Linked DNA regions of Drosophila melanogaster: region 2 is linked to region 1. Evidence: chromatin contacts called from public Hi-C data. All regions are on one chromosome and are shown on one strand. The core of a region is the stretch at or near the end of the contact, and the rest is flanking DNA. Distances in the headings are between cores, read along the strand shown. Region 1 holds the start of Dsp1 (Dorsal switch protein 1). Region 2 holds the start of Fur2 (Furin 2).

The links. A called contact is a pair of places that touch in the nucleus more often than the background predicts.
Region 2: a Hi-C map of the Kc167 cell line shows a contact between it and region 1, with 3 times the contacts expected there. The contact joins the promoter of Fur2 here to the promoter of Dsp1 in region 1. A contact is called at or near these places in 35 of 107 Hi-C or Micro-C datasets (the Clone 8 cell line, the Kc167 cell line, the ML-DmBG3-c2 cell line and 10 more) and 1 of 6 datasets of contacts at active chromatin or transcription factors (the Kc167 cell line).

What each region holds. Positions count from the first base shown.
Region 1 is chrX:16,332,315-16,339,788 of dm6, reverse strand. It overlaps Dsp1 (Dorsal switch protein 1), which reads right to left and starts at 6,177. Exons shown (of 7, transcript NM_206762.3): 1 at 6,026-6,177; 2 at 5,376-5,488; 3 at 3,046-3,522; 4 at 2,780-2,938; 5 at 2,540-2,703; 6 at 2,234-2,408; 7 at 1-2,164. The coding sequence starts at 5,399. The coding sequence ends at 1,982. It overlaps CG9921, which reads left to right and starts at 6,189. Exons shown (of 3, transcript NM_001272680.2): 1 at 6,189-6,414.
Region 2 is chrX:16,370,723-16,377,722 of dm6, reverse strand. It overlaps Fur2 (Furin 2), which reads right to left and starts at 4,637. Exons shown (of 16, transcript NM_206763.2): 1 at 4,549-4,637; 2 at 1,864-2,797; 3 at 1,694-1,798; 4 at 1,383-1,631; 5 at 936-1,070; 6 at 716-875; 7 at 352-655; 8 at 1-300. The coding sequence starts at 2,667. nonA (no on or off transient A) reads right to left here. Exons shown (of 5, transcript NM_167505.2): 5 at 6,176-6,409. The coding sequence ends at 6,176.

The sequences.
Region 1 (7,474 bases), core at 4,928-7,427:
CGCACTCATAACGTGGCGAGAGCGAAGTTAGGCGTACATCTAGAGGCATCCTGGTTAACTGACCATCGACGCATCCATGGCTTATAATTTCAGCTCCTCTCCTAACACGTTATAATCTAACCACTACTACTCCGCTTATACAGGCGATCTAAAGGAAGACATGCTTCCAACCGTCGCAGCCAATGGATGGGTGATCTCCATCTATAACCATCAAAGGCCGGAGGAACGTCTCCCTTTACATCTGCATAAGCACTTTCTCTTTCTCTTTCTGTTTCTGTGCCTGGAACATTTTGGGCAATACTAGTCCTCAAAAAACTAGTCTACAATATATTCAAGGTTTCTACGCAATTTACATTACTTTGCAGGCCCGCTGAAATCTACTCTAATATTAGGCTTGTATGATGTCGTTATTTGCTCTCGATTCTTGTTAATTTCTACGTAGTCTCATCTAAATAATACTTCAAATAGTATATACATGGCCAGCCAAGTCAACAACAATTGTTGCAATGTCCGACGACAGCGTTGCGGTTGCTTCCCACCTCATCACGAAGCGCACCGAACCAACCAAGACTAACTTTCCGTATCTTATGATCGTGGCTATTATATATAGTTGATGTGTGTATTTACAAATGAGGACAAACCCAATTATCTCCAAGGATCTGGGGGATTCACGAATCGCAAACTGAATTAATGTAAATGTAAGTGTAAGTTGAATGAAATGCATTTTGTTTTTTTGCGGGGGGATATTATATATGGATATATGGTACTGTGTGTGTGAGCGGCAAAAAATAAATAGATCGAGATATCACCCGCCACTGAGTTAAGTATTTTTCACATTATCACGTTTCATTGAGTTTGTTTCGTGTGTGGGAGGGAACATATAAACTCGAACGCATTAATTGTAGTTTCATTATGGTGAATCTAACTTTAATAAATGGGAAATATGTACCAATATTTATAAATGTAGTGGTAACCTTCATAGTTGCTGAGAACGAATGACATCATGATGAATTTCTTCAATTTATAAAATAGTTCTTTCTTATTACTTTAGGGAGAAACTTAGCACTGAAGCACAAATAAGGTTCGCAGACAGTTGAGTGTCATTTTAATCTAACCATACTTAATCGTATTCATCTTAACATAGAACTTATAAAAGGTTTCTTTGTGATTTATCTTCATAATTCATGGAAATTTGATTACTTATGTTAAAAAAAAAAATTATATATTATTTATATATATGCATTTACATATACATAATAGGTGATTTTCTTAGAGATTCCACTTCCAGGTAATCATCAAATTGTCACAGAAAAAAAAATAAATCAAAACAATTTATGCTTTGGTTTTTCCAATCACAGAAATCTTCTGCAGACATTTTGCCCACGGCTGGCATGAAAATCGCACGAAAAAATCCTCAAATTTCACAGAATCTCCACAAGATTTCGTTTTTTTTTTTTCGAAATGCACTAGGAACAATGGTTTCTCTTCTCTTCGATTAACTATGAAAACCTCTACTGAAAGTTCAAGAGATTTCTGTGATAGTTGGATTTTTAGTTGGACATTGATTGGTACACAAATATTTCTAATACAAAAGAGTTACACCGCTCATACGGAGATGCTAAATATGAATGCAAAAAAAAAAAGGAAAAAAGAGATTCAAAAGAGCTCTATGCGCACTGCTTAAAAAGAATACAAAAAAAAAAAAAAAAAAAGATTAACCATTCCACCATGATTTTTAACTTATTCTTTGATCAAAATACGATTGATATTAACTTTTCCAGACAAATTTCTGAACAAATTGTGACGGTGTTCTGTTACCGGAAAGCGAAACCTCTAAAGCGGGCACACCCTTATATATATAAATTTATATTCAACACACATTGGCCAACCTGATAATAGATCAACCAACGTTATCATGTTTCTTTCCTCCATCGCGACAACGATCGTGTGTATAAATAGTGAAGAGTATTTACTGCTAAACCTATTGGTTCTCGTCATCATCTCCATCGCCGTCGTCGTCGTCGTGCTGCTCTTCCAGCTGCTGGTGCTGCTGCTGGGCAGCGGCGGCAAGTAACGCGGCTTTCTGTGCCTGCGCCTGCATCGACGCCTGCATCGACGGTGCGGACATGGCTATTTTCCCGCTCGTCTTGTACTCGGTCATCTCCTATTAAAGGCAAAAGTGCACATGTCAATCGGGTCAATCCAAGCGGTCATTTATATATCTAAAACATACGCGTTCATATCGAGCCTTGTCCCGCTCGGCCATCGACTCGTACTTCTGCTTGACCTCGGGATCCACATCGGACCACTTTCGTCCCAGCTCTTTGGCGATGTCGCCCACTCCGAACTCGGGATTAAGTGCCTTCACCTTATTTCTCTCGTCATTGCAGAACCAGAAGAACGCAGACCTAAACAGCGGCAGAATAGAGCATAGTAAATCATTATTATTGATCTGATTCGCTTCATTATCTCTTGCAGTCACATTGATTTTTATGCACTATAGCGTATAATATGATAATTGACTTTGCTACGAACTCACAATGAACGTTTTGGAGCATTGGGGTCCTTGATCTGTTTCCTCTTCTTGCCGCGTCCCACAACCGCTCCCTTGGGCGGCACATAGTTCTGCATTTCCGCCTCATATCGCTGCTTGTCCTTCTCGGCCATTTCGTGGAAGCGCTTCTTCTCCTTGTCCACCATTGTCTAGACGAACGGGATAGATGGCAATCCACTTTAAAACAAGGAGTCCTTACGTCATTTGATCATTTCATTTACTTACCTTCCACCGTTCGGCGCACTTCCGCGAGAATTCGGCGAATATCACCGTCTCATCGGGATGTTTCTTTTTGTGCTCCTCTCTGCAAGTTTGTACAAAGTATGCGTAGGCGGTCATTCGGCCTCTGGGCTTGGCATCGGCCTTGACTCTGCTCATGGGGCTCTGTTGGTTTTTGGCCACGAAAACGAGAACGAGAAAGAGATCGAGAACGGAAACGGGATTAGCTGCTGACTAAGGGCTAATGTAAGCATGTGGCATATTCAACTTACCGCCGAATTGATGACATTCTGTTGCTGCTGCTGCTGTTGCATCTGTTGTTGCTGCTGGTGCTGTTGCTGCTGCTGCTGTTGTTGCTGTTGCTGTTGCTGCTGCTGGTGCTGCAGTTGCGCCGCTGTATTGGCATCGACCTGTCCCTGATTGGCGGCCGAATACCACCACTGGGAGCCGGGTACGGCTGCTGCTGCGGCTGCCTGTGCCATATTTAGACGATAATCATAGCCCGTGGTGCCGGCTGCGTTCGATGTGGCCACCACTTGGGCCATCGTCGTGGCCGGATTCGGAAAACTGCTGGCCATTTTGTATGTGAACAGCTGTTGGGTGCCCACGCCGGCTGTGGTATTGGAGCTGTTCTGGTGCGCCTGCTGCTGATTCTGCTGGACGACCACCTGGTGTTGTTGCAACTGTTGCTGTTGTACTTGTTGTTGTTGCTGAGCAGCCAATTGCTGCTGATAGTGTTGAATTGTTTGCTGATCAATAGTTGGTTGATGGATGTTCATTAGCATTATTAGTGCGATGCCAGTCGATTGGGCTACAACAATACACTACAATCATTTGGCTTGACTCTCGATGTCTGGCATCGCACTAACCACTAAGATGGTCCTTAATACTAACGAAAGTGAAAACTGTGCATTTTTTGTTTGTGAGTTATGCGGTTTAATGAGTGCCTGATGTTTTTGTTGACTACTTGCTCACAAAATGACTAAATAAATAAATACCGAATGCAGCGATTTTCTCTACATTGCGTTTACACATTGCTGATTTGTTAAAATATTTAACAGTTTTTACACTGGTAAAACTGAATTTTAGTAAGCTAAGCTAAGCTTCTTTAAATTATTTATTAAGTGTGAAAAATATTGTTGCCTAAAGCAAAAAGCTTAAATAGCATTCTAAAATCCTCCATTCATCATTAATACATGCTAAAAAAAAAAAAGTATCTGTCGGAACTGGGGCGTTATCCTTATTATTTACTTTCCATGTAAATAAATATGTAGATACTCGTTATCTACAGATACCGATAAATTGATGTCAATACCACACAATATAATACTAAATCCTGTCCAAAGTGAATTCTCTTGTTTCCCATTGAACGCGGAATTTCAATGTCAATAATCTAGCTTGTTTTGTTTACAAAGTAATAGTAATAATAGCACCAGCTGTTAACCCATAGATAAAAAGCTTTTACATGAATCGGGCAAGAAAGTGGAACTATTGTTGGAGAAAGAAGAAGCAGAGCGAGTAGCACCGGTTCCGTTTTGTGAATCGGATTGGATTGTCTTCATTTCGATTCCGATTCCAGGGCTTAAAGTGCAAAACCAGGGCGCCACAGTTACAAAACATGAATGAACCCATTCTTTTTGCCGAAAATAGCCCCATCCTGCTTGTCAATTATGAAAAAGCAAAATACACTTTCCTACAACAGCCAAAAAAAAAAATAAATAAATATTAGAGCCATTTTACGTGGGGATACATATGTATGTAACCACAGAAATATACATGTGCGCATAAATATTTGCATAGCCAAGTGTTTGCACAGCCATTCATTTGTATTTTATGCACACATGGATAAAAATAAGCCAATTTCGGATTACGCAAGCCTGTGATTTGGGTCTTTTCATATACAGGTTTTTATATGTGTATGTATTTTTTTTATGTACATCATATTTTCCTTATTTTTGCACATTGTATCTATTTACGTACATCAATAGGCATGCAAAAAAACGTGCATCGCATTTTGCCAGCATATTTCATAAGAAACGAAAAGCAATGCGGTTTACCGTTTACATCAAGGCATTCACGATTCTTGGTATAAATGTACATATTTGTATATTTATACAAACTAATAAGAAAAATGGCGGACTTGGATGCGCACGCAAAATACAATTTTGATTGTACAGCGTCGCTTTTTTGTTTGTATGCATACTTGCACATACATAGGCGTACACTTTTTGCATTTAGTAACATGCCGATTTACTTAATAACTAAAAACAAAAGCGAGACGCAATGGATGTACAAGCGCTTGCATGTACATACGTATGTAAGTATGTATGCAGCATATATATTCACAAAAAGTTTCCACTGCGGCTGAGAAAAGGCAATCAGGTGCCGAAATATCCAAATAAATAATAAATAAATAGGTGCCTGGCTTTTTTGTTAATTATACATTGTCGTTTGGCGGGAAAATGATTAAAACGCGGCAACCTATACATAAACGCGCCCATGATTGTATGTGTGTTGTGCCATGAGTGTATATAAATGTGTGTTTGTGTGTGCGTGCGTGTGTGTTTTAAATAAAACGCCGTATACCTGCACACAAGCTTACCTGTATTTGATGAAAGTGTTCCATAACTGTGAGATTTCGGATCTAGTCCGAATGTTTCAATCGTGGATTGGCTTTATACTGGGATTTCCGTTCTATATCTTTCACTTTTATTCCTAAATGGTTAAAGCATATATATTTAGTTTTAGCACAAGTACGTATGTATGTAATACGCACACCAACGCAAATTGGAGTCGAGTCTTAAGCCAGTTTTTTTGTCTGTTTTCCTTTTTTTAATACTGTTCTACGCAGTTTGTTGTACGTCGTATTGTATTGATTATTGCATGTATGTATGCATGTACGGCCACAAACGCGAATGTATGATGCACGTTACAAGGAAAAAAAGGAACACGGCACAAGCCAAAACTTCGAAATGAAATTCGAAAATTTAAGAATTTCACAATGCACGTTGTTTTTTTGTACTTCTTTTTTTTTGTCTAGGCCTTTTTCGCTTATTTGTTGTTTGATTTTATTTGTTTTTTTGGTTGGGAAAACGCGAAACGCGGGCGGCTTTGCGGATTTGTTTTGTCGTTTGTATTTAGCTTGTAAAAAATAAACAAACAGCGCTGCATACGCTGAGTTTATTGTATCGTATCGTATCGCTTGTGTTTTGTTGGTGTGGTATGGTATATATGCTATACAGTACACAGTACACAGCACACAGTATGGTATCGTATCAATGCGAATGCGGAAAATACAATATATGAGGTTGGTTCGCGCGCCGCTCGTACCAACAACGAATGAATTGAATTGAATTGCCGTCTCTGCCTTACCTTCTCACTGTGCTTCCAAATCCAAACGGGCGGATAAATGTGTATGCGTTGCGTTGCGTTGGACTGTGTGCGCAATTCTTTGCTGGTGTGCGTGTGTGCGGGAGAGCGAGAGCGCGAAGAGAGTCGTTATAGTCATTTTGTTGGTAGAATTAGTGTTGCTGAGAGAGCGCTCAGTGTCATATACATACATATGTACATACACGTGGTGGAGGGAAAAGGCCTTATAAAACTTTTTGGCCTGTTACTTTCATACAAACATACGATCACGGGTATGTACATAAACGCTGGCGTGCCAAACATACAAACTATGGAGTGTGTGGAGTGTGGGAAAAATACAGAACTGTATGTATGCATATGTACATTACACAGTTCTTAGGGCCAAAATTTATTTTAAACATACATATCTTATTTTTAACTGCCAGCTACATTCGTTAATGCGACGAATTCTACAAAACCGATATGCATCAATGCAAACACATTGATACATAGCCAAGCATATACAACTGTGCTCATGCTAATAGTAGTGCATATGACCGCCACTTTCTAAATTGATGATTTTATATGAATGCTATGTTCAATTTGTCAAGCGGTTTTTCAGAATGAATAAGTTCATATTAATTACTGAAATTATATGTTTTGTTAAAGAGCAGTGCAGGTACAAAAAGCCATTTGTAACTGCTTTGCTTGTTTTGCGACACAGAAGACGAAGCGAAAAAAAAAATTAATTAACAAAAGGGAATACGGAAAAAAACCGTTTGATGCCTTTCAGTGCTATTTCCACGAACGCAGCTGTATGTACATACGTGTGGAACACACAAACATATGTACATCGCAGCGACCCGCTACATACACATACACATTTTCATTTTGTGTGTTCCCGTCTGACTGTACTTTCAATTCGAATTCGAAAGAGAAAAAAATGTTCTCTTATGTTTTAAAACAAATTCTCCCTCAATTCTCTCTGTCATACAGAGAGAAGGAGTAATGCATGTGTGTATGTTTGTAATGTATGAGGTCACAAAAATCCAAAAAAAAAAATAAAATCTCAATTATATTGGCCATTAAAATTATTTATTAATTTTTCCATACTATACTTAAGATTTTCGCTTTAAAATTTATTTGCGGTTTTTTAAATTATTTGTTTAAATCGATTATTTATATATGTATATTTTAATATTTATTGACTTCGAAATACTTTAAAATACCAGCCCTGTTCTGGTTTCTTCGAATTAAAACAATATAAATTATTTTAAATGGTGAAATTAATTTCGTTCTAAAAAATTCAGGTATATTTATTTCTTAGGGAAATAAAGTATTATTTGCTGCTAG
Region 2 (7,000 bases), core at 3,388-5,887, 39 kb before region 1:
ACACCGTTCAGTGTCCATCCGTTCTCCTTCTCCAGTGGCGCCGGTCTTGATGTGTACACCACCAAGTATTGCATGTCGCGCCAAGTCAATTCCGGATTGGCCTCTAGCGCCAGGGCGCAAATGCCGGCTGCCAGTGGTGCCGATGCCGAGGTGCCCGTATGTTCCACCGTACATATATGATCGGGTCTCAGGCTGCCGTCCATGTCGACGGTGGCGACGCTCTTGTCATGTCCCGGCGTTCCGGAGCTGTAGGTGGTAGCCAGCGTGGAGGAGCACTCCTCCAGGTACCAGGGCTTGAAGCTGCAACAACATTACTGAATCAGAATCCAAGTCTACATCCTGTCAACTTACCCGGCTTGAGTGGCACTCGAAATGGAAAGGGTGAAGATCGAATTGGTGTAGCCATCGCAGTTGCAGGAGTCAGTGTAGCGTCCACCGTTGCCAGAGGCCCAAACGAATATCGAGCCCTTGCCCTGTCGTCCGCTGGTCACTCCGTAGATGAAGGCTCGGCGGGCCAACGGACCAGGACCATCGACAGTGGAGCCATCATCCTCCGGTCCCCAGGAAGCGCTGTATATATCGATGTGTGACGGATTAAGACTCAATGCCTGGGCCTCAACCACATCGTTGACCTTTCCGTCCAGCATTCGTACTCCTAATAGCACAAACAGCTTAGATGGTTTGCAATTAATACATATCAACCATGATCACTTACCACCAATGCTGGCATTGTAGGCCACTCCCACTCCGCAAAAATTGTTGAAAGCCACCGCGGCCACTTCGCCGGCACATCTGGTTCCGTGCTTGTTGTCACCATTGTCCTGGGGCGTTGGATCCGAATCGTTGCCATTTATATCGAAAGAGGCCTCGGGATCCTGCGTTTAAATAGTATTTTTAACAATTGATCATTGATTTTTTTTTGTTGGGATACTCACATAGTTTTGGGCCAAATCGGGATGGTTTGTCTGAATGCCATCGTCCAGAATGGACACGACCACGCCCTTGCCGGTGTAGCCCTTTTGCCAGGCGGGACCCACATTCATGTCCAAGCCATCCTTGGCGCCGCCATTCTACAAAGCGATTTTTGTGGGAATTTACAAATTGATTATTAAACATGACATTGGCGAAGAGATAAGCAAAAAATAGGCAATCAATCAACAAAGAAATCCAAACATTTACAAATAAAGCATGTTAAATGAAAAGAAAATATTTCGAAATCAACAAAATCAACACTAACACGGTTAGTAGCAATCGATTGAACGTCTCAAAGGAAACTACGCTGATGGTATAGAGAATCGAGCTAATAGACTAATGGACTATAAAATATATATGGATTCATGAAGCATGCATTTAAATGAGAGATGATTACATACTTTACTCACCAGATACCACTGTTCCTTAAACAACGGATCCGGAAAGATGAAATGCGAGCTGACATCCCGGTACTCCATGCGCTGTGAGTGCGAGGCTAACGAAATCGATTCTGGGGAGAATGAAAGATGCGGATTCGGATCGACAACGTAGCCGCCGTGTTGGCGTAAAAGATTATACGGACTGTAGGTGGGTAAGTCCTGGTACGGGCCGTCCCTCTTTCGGCGCACCTTCTCGTGCTGTTGCTGCATCCATTTCACCTGCAAGGCAATCATGATTGAAATCTCTGCTCCAACTGGATACTTTTTTAGAGAGTACACACCTCGTTCTCTGATTTAAGGGCGCCCTGATGTTTGCGACTAGAGCGCAGCGAACGCTTCGATACATGGTGATGCTGAAACAGATAGTAGTTGTCCAGCGATCCAATCTATGAAAAATTAAGTAAATTGTATGAGCACCAATTCCATTGCAGCGTTGGACAAACATTCTCACCTGTCCTCTATTGATAAATCCATGTTTGGTAGCTATAACATCTGCCATTTGCTTGCCAGCTGGAATGTTGACGGCGAACTCATTTGTGTATATCGCCTCTTCCGGAATGCTGAAGGCGCCAAACATATCGACCCCGTCGAAGTCGAGGCTATTTGACTGCCGTTCAACAATTTCATCTTTCGCACTGGCATTTGTGTGAGTATTTTCATAGTTATAATCGTATTTGCCGCCGCTAATGGTCTCAGCTTGACCCGCTCTTTCACCTCCCAGGCCAACCAGGTCGACCTTGTGGAGCTCTCTGTCATTACGATAATCAACATCAACATTCGATGATGATGATGATGATGATGATGGGGGATTTGTTCTTCTACTGCTGTGCAGGGACGACACATCATATGTGGTCGTTGCACTATCGTTGCTGAGTATTCCGACATAATTCTGAGTCTCACCCGCACTACTCCGTAGAGCACAACTAGTATTTGGGCTTAGGATTACTAAAAATAATACAAAATATATACAGCTCTGTGCCATTCGGTTAAATGTACATAAATAGATTCTATTGAGTTTTGCCGTTGCCGTTTCTTTTGCTCTTTGTGTTACAGTCGTTCCAGGGTCATGGACTCGCATATGGAGCATCATCTTTCGCCGTCCGATCTTTCGGTACGTTGGCTCTGCGAGAGATTTGGGGCCTCCACAGCGGGAAGGTCGCTGCTTCTCCAAGCCGGACGACCATGGATCTGTGATCTGTGGCGTGGTTCCAATTCTACCGATGGTAACTCGGCTGGACCTCGTCGTATTTGACATATTTAACTAAGTTTAGCTAATGGTATTAAGGTAGTTTGATTCTCCCGAAGAGTCCTTTTGCGACGTTTCCCTTTCCTGTTGTCGTACTCATGAATCTATTTTTTTGATCTCGTATCTCACGATCTAGTATCTGCAAGAGAACACGAAAAAGCACTTCAATTGTAGATTGAATTTGTGTTGTGCGAGAGACCCAAATAAAAACCTTGGACCGGTTAAACGTGGGCTTTTTATAACCAGAGATGCCAAAATGATTCATATATCACAGATATTTATGGCCGAAACGGTTTGTGCTTACTTATTAATGAAGTGCCTATTTGCGATGATCCATTGTTCGTCGGATGACACAACAGAATCACCTGGGGGGAACTACAGGTAAGTGTTAACAATGAGTAAGCCATATATGTACATATCTCTGTACATACATATGTACGTATCTATGCACATGTGTATCCACATGTCATTTGATTCTATTGTTTTCGGTCAGAAAGTCCCCCGAAGTGTAAGATGCAGTGGGTCTGCAATAGGGGAATTATGCATTAGCCCATTCTAATCATGTTTCTAATTAACATATTCACCACTACGGAACCCGAGCTTTTAAATTGAATTAACATTATTATTTATTGAAATAGCATTATACTGAACTCAGTAGCAATTGAAAGCAAAAAAAAAAAGGTATAAACAAATAACGGGAAACCGGGGATATCACTTCATCGAACCCCGCTTGTTTATATGAAAACCCTATTAAAAATCAGAGAGTTACCGTAAACCTGCGACCAAATGAAGAAATTTAATTTTATAATCAAACCAATTAGGCATTGCCAACGCGTTTCCAATTAGAAAATAATATATGTATGTATGTATGCACACGGCGCTGCATATAAATTTATATTATCAATGTTTAAATTTGTGCACGCATCTTTAAATTTTAATGAGTACATGTGTATGTATGTATGCATGTATGCATATGTGTTAGTCAAGTGATATGTTTATCCCATATTTCGATATACATATGTACATAGGATATGCAGTTATGCATGCCCGATATTGCATAGCTAGACGCATATGCTACATGAAAAGGCTATTAAATTATGGCTATGGTATCATATCAACAGTATCATATGTACAGACAACATCTATTCCGGTCTCTGTTTTACTGTGCCATTCGTTTAAAAAAAGAAACATACATATATGGCTGTGTTTGCTTGTAAGGAAATACTTCACTTTGCCGAGCATAATCCTACAAACGTATGCATATGTACGTGTGTATACATGTTTCTGGGCAAGTTCAGCTTGTACATCTCCCATTTTCCATCTCAATCACTCTCGCTGTATTTCCCACATGCTTATTAAATCACACATCTCCACATTTAATCACACTAATTTCGCACTGTGTGCACACTATCAACAAAAAAACAACAACAACAATTAAGCCACCAAGCCAACTTTTTTTTGTATGTATACATTTGCGTCCGATAATGTTTATGTGGCTGTGTGGGTCCGTGGGGCTTTATACACATTTGCAATTTTTATGCGTAAGAGTTGCCATTTCGATGGTGCATACATACATACACCCACAGATGTATGAAATCACGTAATGCAAGCCATGCATTCGTATGCTCTTTGCGTACATACATACATCATTGTGCATCAGAAATGGCAATAGCGATTCATGTAATCCAAAGCATTATATGTACATACATATTTATGCACAAATTGGCTCAAAGCGGTCACATTTAGAAATAAATCACAGATACACTCTTTAAGCTTTATTTAGCTATTGTTAAATCAATGCAATGCTATGCAAACGCAATCGAACAGACTGAAAACTGAAACTGAGACTTGAAAAGCGAAAGAGAACGCATGCTTACCATGCGTACATACAATATAGGAACTAGCCGAAAGCCGAAAGACCAAAAAGCCGACCGAACGAACAAGCGACGCAACCTCGACTGCGCTCCAGCTTAAACTGAACTTTATTTTGAAGTTAATACATATAGCCAACGTTGGTTGTTTCTTTCTCGCTGGATTTGTGCTAACCGCATACACAAACACACGCCAAGTATTAACGTACAAACGAACATACAAACGTACGTACATACAATCGTGCAATCAAACATTCGTACATTGGCAAGTGTACGTATGTTTTTACATAAAGCACAGCTTTCGGAGCTTTCAAAACAAAATGCAAAACATAACACGCAACCGTGCTGTAACAATAAAAAAAAAGAGAAATATCAACTATTACGTACGCACGCATACACCGACGTGCATTTCGTACCACAGCCGATGATAAATACACATTTAAGACGTGTTTCGATAGGAAACTGAAACTTTCGTGCAAGCCAAGTACATACATACACACAAACCGCTGGAAGCTTGTCCATCCATCCATCCATACGTATGTTTGTACCGTACATACATACGTGCGAAGACGCTCTCTAAGCGCTGACATTCAAACAAGAGATAACATTTAGCGGTAGCGCAAGGTTTTCGTTGTTATTGGTTAGCCGAGATTAGCGTTTCCATTTTCCGCTTTTTTGTGACCCGAAAAACAAATGAATCCAGTCGCACAAAATCCCCCATAAATGTTTGGTTGCTTGTATGTATGTATTTAAGCCAAAGATTTTGGCAAATCCCAAATGTATGTACATACATATGCATCTTGAGCCCCGGTATCGCTACACAAACACGCTCGCAAATACAAACAGATGCGAAGGCAACGCGCTACTTTTTAATATCTGCTTCACCATTAAACAATTATTAGCGGTTAGGACAGGTTATGGTTGTTTCCAATGGGAAGTAATACACAAACCTTAAGCAGACGCAAATTGGAAGTGCACTGTAATAAAAAAGGCCTTGGAAGTAATATAAAAATTAAATTATTTATTTCAATTTCGCTTATCGCTGACTTATTTTATGTTGCCGGAAATACGAAAAAACGTATCAAATCGAGCGGGTTTCGGCATAAAAGAAATAGAAAAAATGAATGTTTCCAAAATAAATAAAAATAAATTTCCTGTTTTTCAGCTATATTAAATTATTAGCTTTCTATTCGATTGCTATTTATAGATTTTAATGCCAGTTAGACTTGCGTAACAATAAATAACAATAAATAAAAATAAATAAAAATAAATTGCCTGTTTTTCACCTATATTAAATTATTAGCTTTCTTTTTGATTGCTATTTATAGATTCAAGTGCCAGTTTGACTTGCGTAAAAATATGTTTTCAGATCGGTTTTGCAGTGTTGCCAGATTGGTGGTAGCATAGGTAAACAGCTGTTGAATGATACCGTTAAATAAGATACGAGTTAGATCAAATAAATTTACTAAAATAATGCGATAAAACGAAGCTATTAGAATGATTATTACGATCAAAAGAACTTTGTTTAGAACATTTGGATACAACCTTTTTTATTTGAAAGGGTTTTATGCTTATATGTTTTAATACTTTTTAAATCTTCAAAGCTTTTCATTTCAGCTCATTGCAGTTCCATATCCCCGAATTAATCATAAAACAATTAACCAATTTAAGTTGCTTATGCATTTTTTAATAATATTTGATCGAGCATTAAGCTGTGTGCGTTTCTTAAAGCTTTCACATTTCTGTACAATTTTCGTATAAAACACGTGAGATGAGAACTCTTCCAATACGAATGCCACTAAAATTATATCCGAATCCAAATCTGGTGGGCTGAAGTTTGAAGTAATCTCGTTTATAGGACCGTCAAGGCGTTTGATCTCCTGCAAACACAAACTGGATTAGTTCAAAATTCTGGTAGGGAGTATATTTCAATAATGCAGCGCGTGGTTAATAAAGTGCTGCATAATAAATAAAAAAAAAAAAAAACGGAAAATGGACAGCAAGCCCACGTTGCAGGATCTTAGTTAACCAAGCAACGTTGATCGAACAATGGTAATTTTACTTTAAGAAACACTTTATAGCTTAAAAGTGTTGGGGGTTCATTTTAACATAGATTACCTGATTAACGTTAGCGCTTTGCTGCCAGTCGATTTGGACTTCATTTGCGAGCAAAGACGCCGTTTTGCGATCTTGAAAATATTTCATCTTCGGCCAAAGCTGAAGAGTTTCATCGAAATAAGAGCTTATTAACGCCGGTTCGAACCCAAAAATCCACACGCAAAGATTTTCATCAACAAAACAAACATTTTTCGTAATTTTTTGCACACTACAAATTTGTAGATTTTCTATGTAGACAAGACTAGCCAAAAATTCTGAGGAAACCTTTTGAATCTAACACAGAAGATCAATTTTCGATTGAATACATAAAAAGAAATAATCATACTCATACGCGATTATCGTATGTTTGATTA